2 separate regions of the Zea mays genome follow, and region 1 is linked to region 2. A link is a contact called in public Hi-C data. All regions are on one chromosome and are shown on one strand. Each heading gives the region's core, a stretch centred on a gene start, on an enhancer-like site or on the middle of the called end of the contact. The rest is flanking DNA. Distances are from core to core; before and after follow the strand shown.

Region 1 (6,362 bases), core at 3,543-6,042, 52 kb before region 2:
CCTTGCGAAGTGCCTGCAGTGTGGTCTTGCGGGCACGATCGCTGCCGATGCGGGTCGCAGCGATGGCGTCCCAGGCCTCCTTGGCAGTCCGCTTCTGGGAAAGCGAAAACTGCATCTCGGGCGGGACTGCAGCAATGAGAGCATCCAGCGCCCGCCGATCCTCGTGGTAGTCGACGTCGTCGTAACGAACTGCTTCCCACATGTGGCGAACCTGGAGCCGTACCCTCATCACCGCGGCCCACTCGACGTAGTTGGTCTTGGTGAGGGTAGGCCACCCACCGCCGGAACCGATGTCCCTGACAATGGCCTGGGCCATGCGGCGACCATGGTACCGATCCGGGGAGGGAGAACCGCGCCGCCTGTAGAGGCCGCGATCTCCGTCGACTCGGTCGCCGCCGCCGGGAGCACCGCCGGCGCGTCTATGCCCGTCTGGGCTACCGCCGCGTGCGCCCCTGCCTGGAGCGCCGTCAGCGTGTCGGCGCCTATCCGGGCTGCCGCCACGCGCGCCCCCATGGGGATGCGCGGCTGCCCACTGTGCCGCCTGCTCTCGCGCTGCTTCCCTCGCCAGCCTGAGCTCTTCGTCGGTGTTGTCGTCGACAGAAGCAGAGCTGCCTGCTCTACTGCCGCGCAGAACCTCGAGCTCTGTTGCCGCCGCACGTGCAGCATCCGCCGCCTCCGCTGCTTCTACTTCCGCTCTCGCCGCTGCCAGTTCCGCCGCCGCCAACCGTGCTGCCCTCGCCGCTGTCGCTGCAGCCGCTGCTGCTGCTCGCTCGCGTTCTTGTGCCGCGGCGACCTCGGCCTCCTGCTGGCGCCGCGCACTCGAAGTGACCGAGCGTAGGGACATGGTGGGCTAGTGAGGGGTCGCTGCGAGTGGAAGAGGTTGTCTCAGACGAAAGGCTGCTCGTCTGAGCAGGAGAGGAAGGAACAGTTGGAGCTCTTGCCAATTGTTTGGCTCTGATACCAATTGTTAGTAGAGGGACTCTAACTCTCATCAGAGGATGACACTATGAGTTGGGGTAATTTTCTGTTTATTTCTTCAAACACTACACAATGCCATACCCGTCTAAGGGTCGGGATACATATTTATAGCCCAAGGGGCTGCAGCATATGCTTCCTAGAGTTGCGAATATGCTGTCCTACAAACTGCACTAACCACTAGGTGCTGTTGTACTCTAGTCAAAAAGGAAAAACTGCAAACTGCAGCAAGCTGCTGTCCTCCAAAAGCTGAAACTGAAAAGGAGATGCCTGCAGGCTGTCCTCGCAGTCAAAAGACTGCTGCTGTGCTGCCTGCCGCAGTCCTTGCTGTCTGCCGCAGTCCTTGCAGTCAAAAGCTGCTGCGCTGCTGCTGTCCTGCAGAGATGCTGTGCGGACTGCGGACTCAAAAGCTGCTGCGTTGCTGCTGTCCTGCAGCAGAGATGCTGTGCGGACTGCGGACTGTCCTCCACACATGACTTATTCCATCAGTGGCTGCCACTTTCATGCAGCAGTGCCTAAGATGTTAAAGTTTCCGCTGTTTTTTTACCACAATTGTAACATTTTATTCTAAGAAGCATCATGCCATCATAAACTAAACTAATCATTGATGTTAGATATATATTCCCATATATATCATTATTTTATACCTTCTGCCATAAATTATTAGTTACCTACTTCACAGGATTGTTGATTCATCAATTGTATCACACAGTAGTAAATTGTGAATTCAAGTCTAAGATGTTGATCTGTGACATGCATTAGGTGCACTGTACTGACAAAACAAATAGGACTATATAATTTAGATTCTTGTGTCTTGCCCAAGTTTGCTCTGTGAGTGTTACAAACAAGGCCATGAAGTATTGTTCTCCTGTTTTAGATTCCTGCCATCATAAACAAGGCCAACAAGGCGCCATCATAAAAAAATGTTATTGTTGCCCTTGATGTCTTATTTATGAATATGTCCCTTATCACCTCGAATCTAATTCAGGAAGCTCTCCTGTTGTTCCCGTTGGAATGCAAAATGCCCTTTGGTAATAATGATAAAATTTGCCTCTGGCATGGTCTAGAATGCACCCCTATAATTTGCCTGATTCTATATATCATCAGAAAAGAAAGGGAGGAGGTAGCATCTGCTACTCTTCCTGGGATCAGCTAGCTAGGACTTGCCGACTTGGTATTAACCCCCATGTGATCTTTTATAGTTTATTGGCCTACATGGCTTACATGTTAAGCCTTTATGGAAGAAAAGTGTGAATGACTGAATGTGGTTATTTGTGGTGCTATCTTTTTTTTTTCTAACACTGCTGCATCCAGATTCTCATTCATGTAGTAGTGTTTGGATGTTGAATGCAATGTACGATGGTCAGAACCTGGACAAGCGAATTCACAATATAGAGTTGCAGTACAGTTATCTCTACAACTTTGAAATGGTTAATCGGCCAATTAGTATTTTCTTTTCCATTGGGCAGCCCAAGATTTTGTAATGGATACCTTTCTTGCATTGTGTAAGTTGAGCAAACTGTGCATTTACTGTATGAGAGTTTGGTCAATCTGATAAAGCCCAGTTGATTATCAGTGGTAATATATCAAAGCTACTATTCACACTATATGGCCAAATAGTATTTTATTTTTCATTGGGCAATCCTAGATTTTGGAATGAATACCTTGCACTGTGTAACTTGAGCTACCGTGCATTTACCATGTGAGAGAGTTTGGTCAATCTGATAAAGCCCTGTTGATTCATCAGTGGTAATATATCAGTGTACTATTACACTTTATAGCTTTATGTAATTTTATAAGAACCGTGATGTCACATCACATTCCATTGTCTGGCAGGTGGCAAGTGCAACAGCAACATTCGTGATGATGTTCTCCTCCTCCCTCTCTGTGGTGGAGTTTTACTTCCTGCACAGATTCCCCCTGCCTTTTGGTAAATCCATGTTAGAAATCTCTGAAGCCACGTTTGTTTCGTTGAAATTGAATTCTATTCTAATAATCATAATTTAAACACAAACTAATTAAGTTAATATATCTGTATATGTAATATATTTGTATATTATCCTAAATGATATGAGAGAGATAGTTATACATTACCATTATACTATAGAGAAATAAGTAGAAGAGAGTGTTATAAGTTGTATATTAGAAAAACAGCATACAAATCAATTTCCATTTCTCACCCCCATGAATTTGATATAGTCTTATATAAAAATTTTGGAAAGTTATGAAATGTCACGTTCTAAAGAAATAACCTACTCTATTAGTTAGATTCCAATTCCTCAAAATGTAGACGTTTTCATAAGTGTGATTGTTATATGGTAACGAGTTAATAACTTGCACTGTTTCTCTATCTGCAGCTGGCTACCTCATCTTCATTTCCATATTGGCTGGATTCTGGGGCCAGTGTTTGGTTAGGAAGATCGTGCATGTGCTCAAGAGAGCATCGCTTATTGTCTTCATCCTCTCCTCTGTTATCTTCGTCAGTGCTCTTACGATGGGTATGAACCTATTGATAACTCATTGACTTGCTACTTAGCTTTAAACTTGGCAAATTGCTAACCTGATACCGCTCCAAGTTGAATTGAACTAAACGTACCGGTGTTGCTTAAATTGAACTAAACGTACCGGTGTTGCTTAAATTGATTTTGCAATTATAGCATGCATCCTTGAGAAAAATAATCTTAAGGAATACTCACTCCATTCTCCGTTCTTTTTTATTTGTCACGTTTTAGTTCATTTTAAAAAATGAACTAACGGACGACAAATATTCGAGAACGGATGTAGCATTATATTAGCTCTTTTACTTGTTTCGTCTAAATCAATCTAGTTTGATTTTTAACTTCTCTCCTAATGGCCTCTTGTTTCGGTGAGTTTCAGGTGTCGTTGGAACCCAGAAGAGCATTTCGATGATCAACAATCACGAATATATGGGGTTCCTCAACTTCTGCGAGTAACTCAAACACCATCAGACTGTCGATCCGTCCGGGAGAATCCAGGCCAATGCCTAATTGACCTCATCTCCCTCAAAATCTAGAAGAATAAAGTCGCCGAGTATGTGCACAAGTTAGCTCCTCGCCAACATGTGCGCATTTAGACCGACAGAGTCGCTGTAGTGAATTCAGCTCGTGTTAGCTCCTGGCTAACGAGCTGACCATACGGCTTTAGTTTTGTGAAGTGGGCGCGATTTCGTCATGTCATGCATGTGTTAGCTCCTGGCTAACCTGCAAATGCGTGTGTTGGTGCAGGTTTTTGTCACGTCTGCGTCAGCTCCTGGCTGACCAGCAGTTGTTTGTCGTTCATTCTCTGCGTCAGCTCCTGGCTGACCAGCAGTTATTTGTTGTTCATTCTTGCGCTAGCACCAGGCTAGGCTGCAAAACTGCAAATATTTGTTGCATGGAACATTGTAAATATCAGTCAATTCCCATTCTGTTTGTGCAAGCCGAGTGCGTTTCAAGCCGTATTTCCGTGAAAATCAGAACATGTTCGCTGCGGCTTCCACCGACTTCTGTTTTTTCTACAGTATTTTTATTATAGCTAAAGCAGTCCAAACAGCTTTAATCTGTCTCTTTGAGTGAAGATGCTGTTTTGGACCTAAAATATGATGGATCGAAATCATATAAAGCACTGGCAATTGTTTGTTTACTGTAACACATGTACTAAGGTAAAGCGGCGCTACAAACCCTTGCAAATGAGTTAATTAAGAAGAATGGTCCTTAAGATTTACGATGGTTGAGGTGAGGTGCAGCATGGGTGACATTCCAGCCTGCATAGAGGCTGTGAGACGATTGGCCGGAACGTGGCTTCGCCTCAAAGAGAGGCCAGGGTGGGCTTCCGTCTCCTTCGTGGACTAGCATTTTCATTGAACGTAAGTGGGTGTCTCCCCCCGGATCGCTCCACATCATGTACACTGTTGAGTTTTTGGTAACGGCTATTTTTAGTAATTTGACCGTTGAAAATGATCATTACCTGGGTGCAATTGATACCTACTCACTCCCTCTCTTCCCTATCTTAAGATCACGAAAGTTTATACTAAGTCAAAATTTTGAAACTTTTATCATTAATAACAAAATATTCATAAACATTGACTAAATAAAAATAAAACTATTATATTTATTATTAAAACATCTAGCACAATATATAATTTCTTTAAGTAAAAAATAATTATTTTTGTAGATATTGTTGTCAAAGTTTCAAAACTTTAACTTAGGACAAACCTTCGTTACCTTAAGATATGGAACATGGGTCACCGTAATGCTCTGTGTGTATCAGATGTGGTACTGGACAAGATCATCATATGTATGGGTGCTCAGTATGACCCATTTTATATTTTAGGCATAGCTTTTAGATTTAAACTCTGACCTTGATGACCTTGAACTTTTTGAAAAGCTAATAAAAAGCTCTACCGCCCAAAGTTGAAGCCATGTTAATTGGAGCAGATTTGAGCACTAGCACCGGACATGTTTGGTGTGTTTTTCAACATGGCCCATTTTTCGTATTTCAAGCATAATTTAGCGTTGAACTTCAATTTTGATGATCTTAGACTTTTTAGAAAGCTAGTGAAAAGATCTACATATCAGATATGAATCCATATCAATTTGAGCAGATCCAAAATCGTGAGTCACTTCCAATTTAGCCACCTCTTTGTCTCAACTTTAGTAACTTCACTTTTGTTTGTGTCTTTGCATCCAGACTTCTACTTCTTGGTGTATTTGACTCTTGACATGTCTTGTAGGTATTCAACATGACTTTCCTAAGTCCAAGTCCACCTTACATCCGATTGAACTATACCTTGTATACTAGCAAAGAATATTAGTCTAAATGGTCATACATCAAATACCAAAAATCTAATAATCAAATAGGCTACAATCCATTTCTCTTACACACCCCTAGTTGTTAGAAGTGAGGATAGACACCTCAAATCCCTTAGTGCTTGCGCGTACCATTGTAGTTGTACCAGAAGGGGGTTGTATCTTGTAATATCATACTAATTGCATTTGTGGTGTGGTTGTCACAATGTATTACAGGGAACGAAGTCAACAATATTTCTGCTGGAAGCTTGATAGTGGAGACAACGGAGAGCATCCGAGAGAGATCGAAACTGAAGCACCACTTGTGTGTGGAGAAGGCCTGGGACTATCTATGGTGTTACTTGGCTAGGAGCTTGGCTCTCGTGTGTGCTTCCTTTGCGTGGGGCTCCAACAAAGGCTAGTAAGAAGCTTGCACACTTCTTGATACTTTGGTAAAAATATCAGCGCATCAACGGGAGTTTGTATCTCTACTATATGTAAGCCTTCACATTTATATTGTTACCTTAGTTACACGTTTTACCTTTCCTAACTTAGTTACATACTAGTTGGTAGGACTGGAACCTAAGTTGCATAACTCTC
Region 2 (5,934 bases), core at 411-2,910:
AAAAAAATTGACTCTTGTGAATGGTATGCTAAAGTTACTATTGAAAGAGTTAGAACCACGAGAAGTTGTGCTAAACAGGTCAATATTCCCAGTGGGGATTTCATTTGAGTTTTATCTTTATTAAATATATCGCCACATAAGAAAGATTGATGACATGGCAATAATTTAATAAGAAAAGAGATAGAGTTTTGTGGGAGGTGAGAGAGTTTTATCTAGATGAAAATACATGATTTTATATATCACTCTCACTACACCTATAATAACTTAATTAATGCGGAAGTTTCTTCGTGCGTCCTCCCTGCTCTTCTCCCCGTCCAGGGCACGTGTAAAACCTCTATTTGTCATACAAATGATCGATACTTTAAATATATAATAATAATTCAAAAGATAAAATATAATAATGTTTGGATAAATATCTCATTTATATAAAGTATGTCTATATGATAGATAGAAACATAGCAATATACGGACAACTAAGTAGTAAATCTAATTTGGTGATGAGAAAGTAAAAAAAAAGGTTGCTTTCCTTTTTTTTTTAAACATCTGTCACATGGCTGGTGGCTGATGAGGTGAAATGAGAACGGCCGGGCCGACCACCTTGTTGGTCAAACTTGTGTTGTTCTACGGCAGGGATAGTACTACTAGGATAGGATGGATGCACACGCGAAAGCCGCGTCACGGAGTCGATCGTGGTGGTGGTCGTGGCACGCGCGGATGACCAAAATTAATTAGTGAGATTAAGATGACGGAACGGAGAAGGTGACATGACATTCCAGATAAAGATGACACGACCAACTCAATCAAAGCAAACTGAGCTCAAAACACGGTCAACTTCCAGTTCCAGTTATTATAGCAAGACGCAGTAATGGTTTCAGGCCCGCGGAGTTCCCGTTTCCTTGTTGGGCCCCATTTGATTTACTGGCTGGCTGCCTGGCCCATGAGCTTAGGAAATTTGCCCAGCACTTGTCTGTACTGTATCCTGCTCAGGGGTCTGTTTTGCACAGCTTCCCAGCCTTGGCAGGAGATGTGTCATGGATCTAGAGCAATATGTCTTTTAATGTAACACACTGCCACATCATCATCAAGAGTGTCATGGAACCAAGAAGGAAACAATGTCTTTTAATGTAAAAGGTTTCCTTGTACCTTGTAATTCCATATAATGATTCTTTCTACATGTGATTTTTCGTGCGTCGGCATGAATCCTGTTTTGCTACTGAACAGAACTGCCCCGGTGCCTTGGTGTTCTTGGAGACTCGCTATGCAGCAGTCGTTGCTTCCCGGGTGATCCAGTCATCAAACTGTCAGGTACCCAGCCCATATGGTATTTGCCGGCCCAGTTAGCTGACAATATATAAGGAGCAGCAACAATTAAAGATGGGTATGCAAAAACAATAGAACCGTTCTTCTTCTTCGTCAAGCATCGTTGTTCTCTACTAATGTCTTCGCCTTAGTTCTATACTGCTGTCTTTCTCATCCATTTCTGCTTCCTCTGCTGTAACTGCTACTAGTTCTTAGTTGAATCAATACATATCGTCAGTAGGTCGCTGACAATCGGTATCAAAGACTGTTGATCTCTGGGAAAACTCGCTACGCTACCCACCTTCCGTTGAGCCATGCAACCATGACGGGTGCTGCCAATTCCAGTCTGGCGGGGGCAATGGAAGCGCAATCACAGGCGTTGGCGACTCAAACTCGCTTGCTTCAACAGATCTGCGATCTCCTTGATGCTCAGGATCGCCATTGGGCAGTGCTCGAACAGACAGTGTCCAATGACGTCACCCCCATCGACCCCGACGAGGTGCTCGACAACCACCGCGTCGGCGAGCTCATCGCCACCTTCACGTCTGCGGCCGATGCTGCCTTCTCCAGCACCGCCGACGTCGAGTGTGGTGCGGTCCGTAGCTACGCGGCTACCAACACCGAGATCGACGCCGTGGAGGCTGCTGCGGCAATTCGCGTCAGCGCGCTGGAGTCGTGGCGTCCGCGAGTCGAGTCCCACGCATCGGTCAACCTCTTCGACAGCGGCGACGACTCCAACGAGCTGCGCTACGAGGAGCCCGTCACCGCCGACAACTGGGGCGGACTCTTCGATGGCGATGGCGCTGCCAACGCGGAGATCGCCGACGACTGGGACAAACCCTCCACCGCTTCCACCGACGAGCCCAGCCTCGTCCACGTGCTCCGCCACGGCCCTCCGCTGCTCGTCGAGAGCCGCCTCCATGCACTCCGCGTGGCGCAGGAGCTGGGCGCCCGTCCACGTGCTGGTGGGCGAGCTCGTGTGCTTACCGGAGAAGATGATGGCGACCACCAGCCCCGTGACCTCGGGCTCGGTCGTGCCACGCTCGTCCCTGTACCTGGCCTCCATCAGGATCTGCAGCACGTCGTCGTCCCCGGCTCGGATGGAGGAGCGCCTACGCGACTGGACGACCTCGGCGAAGATACTCTCTTCGATGGCACTGACATCACCAAGCTGCCTACCACCTGTTCGACTTCGGGGCTCACAGCCGAACTCGCCATGGCACACTACGGCTCGCATCTACCTAGTGATAAGGGAGGTTCTGTTGCGTTGTGGCAGTCGGCGCGATCGCTGGCGCTCGCGTGCCAGCAGGCGTCCTCTACGCGCGGCACGCCGGCCATGGCCAGCATGGGGAAGATGAGCGTCGGGGACCTCACGGAGGCTGACCTCAAGGGGAAGCGCGTCTTCATGTGCGCCGAGATCCACGAGCCACCCGACGAGAACCAGAACAGCACCAACGACATCCTCTCCACCTCGTGCGACACTGCCGTGCACGTCGTGAAGCGGTGCCAACGCCTGTTTCCGCTCGCGGACTCGACCGGCGCGTTCGACGCGGCCGTGGCGGCGCGAGTAACCCAGATGGTCGTGCCGTCGCCAGCCAGGAACGCAACGCCCACAAGCTCCTCACCGGAGAGCACGACGTGCTGGTTCTCGTGCGACAACAAGAGCAGCAAGCAGCTGCAGCTGCAGCGTGGCGGGCCATCGTTGGCCGAGCGACAGCAGCCAAGGGCGATGCTAGCATGCCGAGCGATCACGGAAAGGGTGAAGCGGCCCAAAGAAGAGGAGCAGGCGACATCAGTGCCAGAGGTGGCAGTCGTCGCCGACGTCAAGGGCAAGGAGTACAACTCGGTGGAGAGGTTGACCAGGGTGAACTGCCGTTCTGATTTCATCATCTGGAGGAGTCTGTTCGACGCGTGCTGCAGGCTGTGCAAGTTGTTTAACTGCCAGGAGCTCAAGCTCACAGATAGCCGGTCTGCATTGACCTTGATTGATGCTCAAGTGGTGTTTGAGAAAATGCAGCAAAGTGCTACCTCGGTTAGTGTCCCGCAGGATGCCTTCAACATGTTCTGCAGCAAGACTAGTTCTAGCAAGCAGGTGGCCAGAGCCATCTTCATCAATCCTGAGCATGATCTGTACCCCGAGATCTTCCACCTAGAGCAGCTCATCTCAGGGAAGGAGGACACAACTAACAACTTCTCTCGTGGCTACTACACTATTGGAAAGGGAATGGTGCTGGTAGCTAACAACTTGGGTGACGACCTTCTTGCTCGCCGCAGTGAGATCAAGCAACCATGGCCTCCACCTCAGGAGTTGGCGTGCTTGGGTTTGAACATCATGGTTGTCTTGGTGTTCCTTGCTACCAGTGACCTACATGCAGTGACCTACATATATGCTCAGTCTTTATTTGGGATCCTGGTGGTGTTGCGAACAGCAGCTTGGGGGCAAGCCGCACCTCAAGGAGAGGGAAATGTCAGGTACCCAGCCCATATGGTATTTGCCGGCCCAGTTAGCTGACAATATATAAGGAGCAGCAACAATTAAAGATGGATATGCAAAAACAATAGAACCGTTCTTCTTCTTCGTCAAGCATCGTTGTTCTCTACTAATGTCTTCGTCTTAGTTCTATACTGTTGTCTTCCTCATCCATTTCTGCTTCCTCTGCTGTAACTGCTACTAGTTCTTAGTTGAATCAATACATATCGTCAGTAGGTCGCTGACACAAACCCTATGTTATGGGTAAAGGATTGGGCTCCTGAGACCACGTGATGTGTATTGGTCAAACCTCTGGTATGGTATCAACGTCTTCTCCAGACCGAAGGATATGCCATCTATGCTAGCTGAACTAGTGCCAAAGCAGGTGATGATTTTGTTTGCCACTAAACTGCTCGCATCTGGAATGTCTTCGGCAGGCAATATGTAGATGATGTACAGCTTTGCTCCCTGCCGTACATATGTGACGTAAGTTCATGTGTAGCGTTAGCGCGCGTAGCAGACTCCAAAACAAATATTTGCATTTATAAATATATGGATCTGTCTAATCTAATGGCAATCGGGTGTTTTGGCCCAGCCCAATACTTAACTCTTTGTCCATTGGATGTTTTTTTACATTTATAAATGCAAATATTTGCATTTATAAATCTACGTATCGTGTAACTCAAGTGCATGTTTTTTTTTACATGAAGGTCATTGATGGATACCTATAATCTCGTATAGAAGAATGTTTGGTTACCCTGGATACATAAATACGTACTCTTCCTGCTAAGTGGATACTAGGGATGGATTCACATGCGTGGAAATCCGAATTATCTGTATTCTTATTCAAATAAAATGTTTATATGAATATCCGTATTTTAATATGAAAGTCAAATGTCAAATGGATATATTCGAATTCAGTTTTTCTCTATCCGGTTTTAGATTCGTATTCGACAAAACCGTGAAATATCCGATATTATCCATTCGATGAAACCATTTAAAACTTGTTTTAAATTACTAGTTACTAATTATAAATGTTTTGATTTCAATAATGTACTAGGAAAATGATGTACGCCATTTAAAAATGATTATATGATAAATAAGTGATTAACTTAATCTTATAATACTAGTAATATACAATGATAAATTTTAATTAATATTAAAAAGAATAATTGTAAATACATTAGATTATTGGGATTTTTAGAGTCCAAAACAAAAATATACAGATATACATGATATAAAAATATAATTAGAGTCCAAAGTACAAATATATATGGTATACATAATTTGTTTAAAGAAATATAATATTCAACTAAGTTTCATAAACATTCAAATACAATTCTCCACTTTACACTATATATATTAATTTATTTATTATTTTTATTTAAAATTTTACAAACATTCATAAAGGGTATTCATTTATTTTGGAATGTCAAATTTATTTTTATTTACACATTTACTATTTCATATCAATTAAATGTATTATTGCATACCTACTTATAAAACTATAAAATATTATCTAAATGTGGTAAAAAAATCTGAAAATTTCTGTGGACATATATTTTGATGATAAAAGGATGACATAAAAGTTTTGGAAGATTTTGTACTTATTTATGTCAAATTGTTCACAAATAGAACATATTTCAACTAAGTTTCATAAACATACGACTACGACTATCTACTTTATACTATGTAGATTTCTTTTATCATTATTTTCATTTAGATTTTGGTACAAACTTTCATATACTCTATTCATTCATTTTGGTATGGTACATTGTTTTTTCTTGGTATATTTACTATTTTATATTAATTAAAGAAATTATTGTCTGCTTATTTATAGAAAATTGTAAAAGGATATGTAGCCAAAAAATTGAAATTCGATATGGACACAAATTTTGATGATAAAAGCATGACATTAAAGTTTTATAATATTTTGTAATTTTTTATGTCAAAGTGTTCACAAATAAAACACATCTCAACTAAGTTTTATAAACATTCAACTACAACTCTCCACTTTACACTATATAGATTAATTTCTTTGTTGTTTTCATTTACATTTTGGTACACACATTCATATAGTGCATTTATTCATTTTGGAATAGCAAATTTATTTTTATTACCACATTTACTACTTTATATGAATTAAGTGAATTACTACATAGTTA

Evidence for each region. Hi-C and Micro-C count contacts between places; a contact is called where the count stands out from the background.
Region 1: a contact with region 2 is called in a Hi-C map of leaf, with 5 times the contacts expected there. The contact joins the enhancer-like site here to the promoter of LOC100280049 in region 2. A contact is called at or near these places in 4 of 25 Hi-C or Micro-C datasets (leaf and seedling) and 1 of 3 datasets of contacts at active chromatin or transcription factors (seedling).

The regions. Positions count from the first base shown.
Region 1 is chr1:277,704,886-277,711,247 of Zm-B73-REFERENCE-NAM-5.0, reverse strand. LOC100382501 (Sulfite exporter TauE/SafE family protein) reads left to right here. Exons shown (of 12, transcript NM_001175238.1): 10 at 2,812-2,905; 11 at 3,333-3,473; 12 at 3,853-4,411. The coding sequence ends at 3,929. Among protein-coding and RNA genes, the nearest start is that of LOC100382501, 15 kb to the left of the region's middle. Within about 2 kb of position 4,792, at least 16 of the 20 cell types and tissues checked have an H3K27ac peak or open chromatin away from gene starts, as enhancers often do. A contact at or near this core is called in leaf and seedling, where this site is marked.
Region 2 is chr1:277,650,156-277,656,089 of Zm-B73-REFERENCE-NAM-5.0, reverse strand. LOC100280049 reads left to right here and starts at 1,660. Exons shown (of 1, transcript NM_001152990.1): 1 at 1,660-4,035. The coding sequence starts at 2,516. The coding sequence ends at 3,811.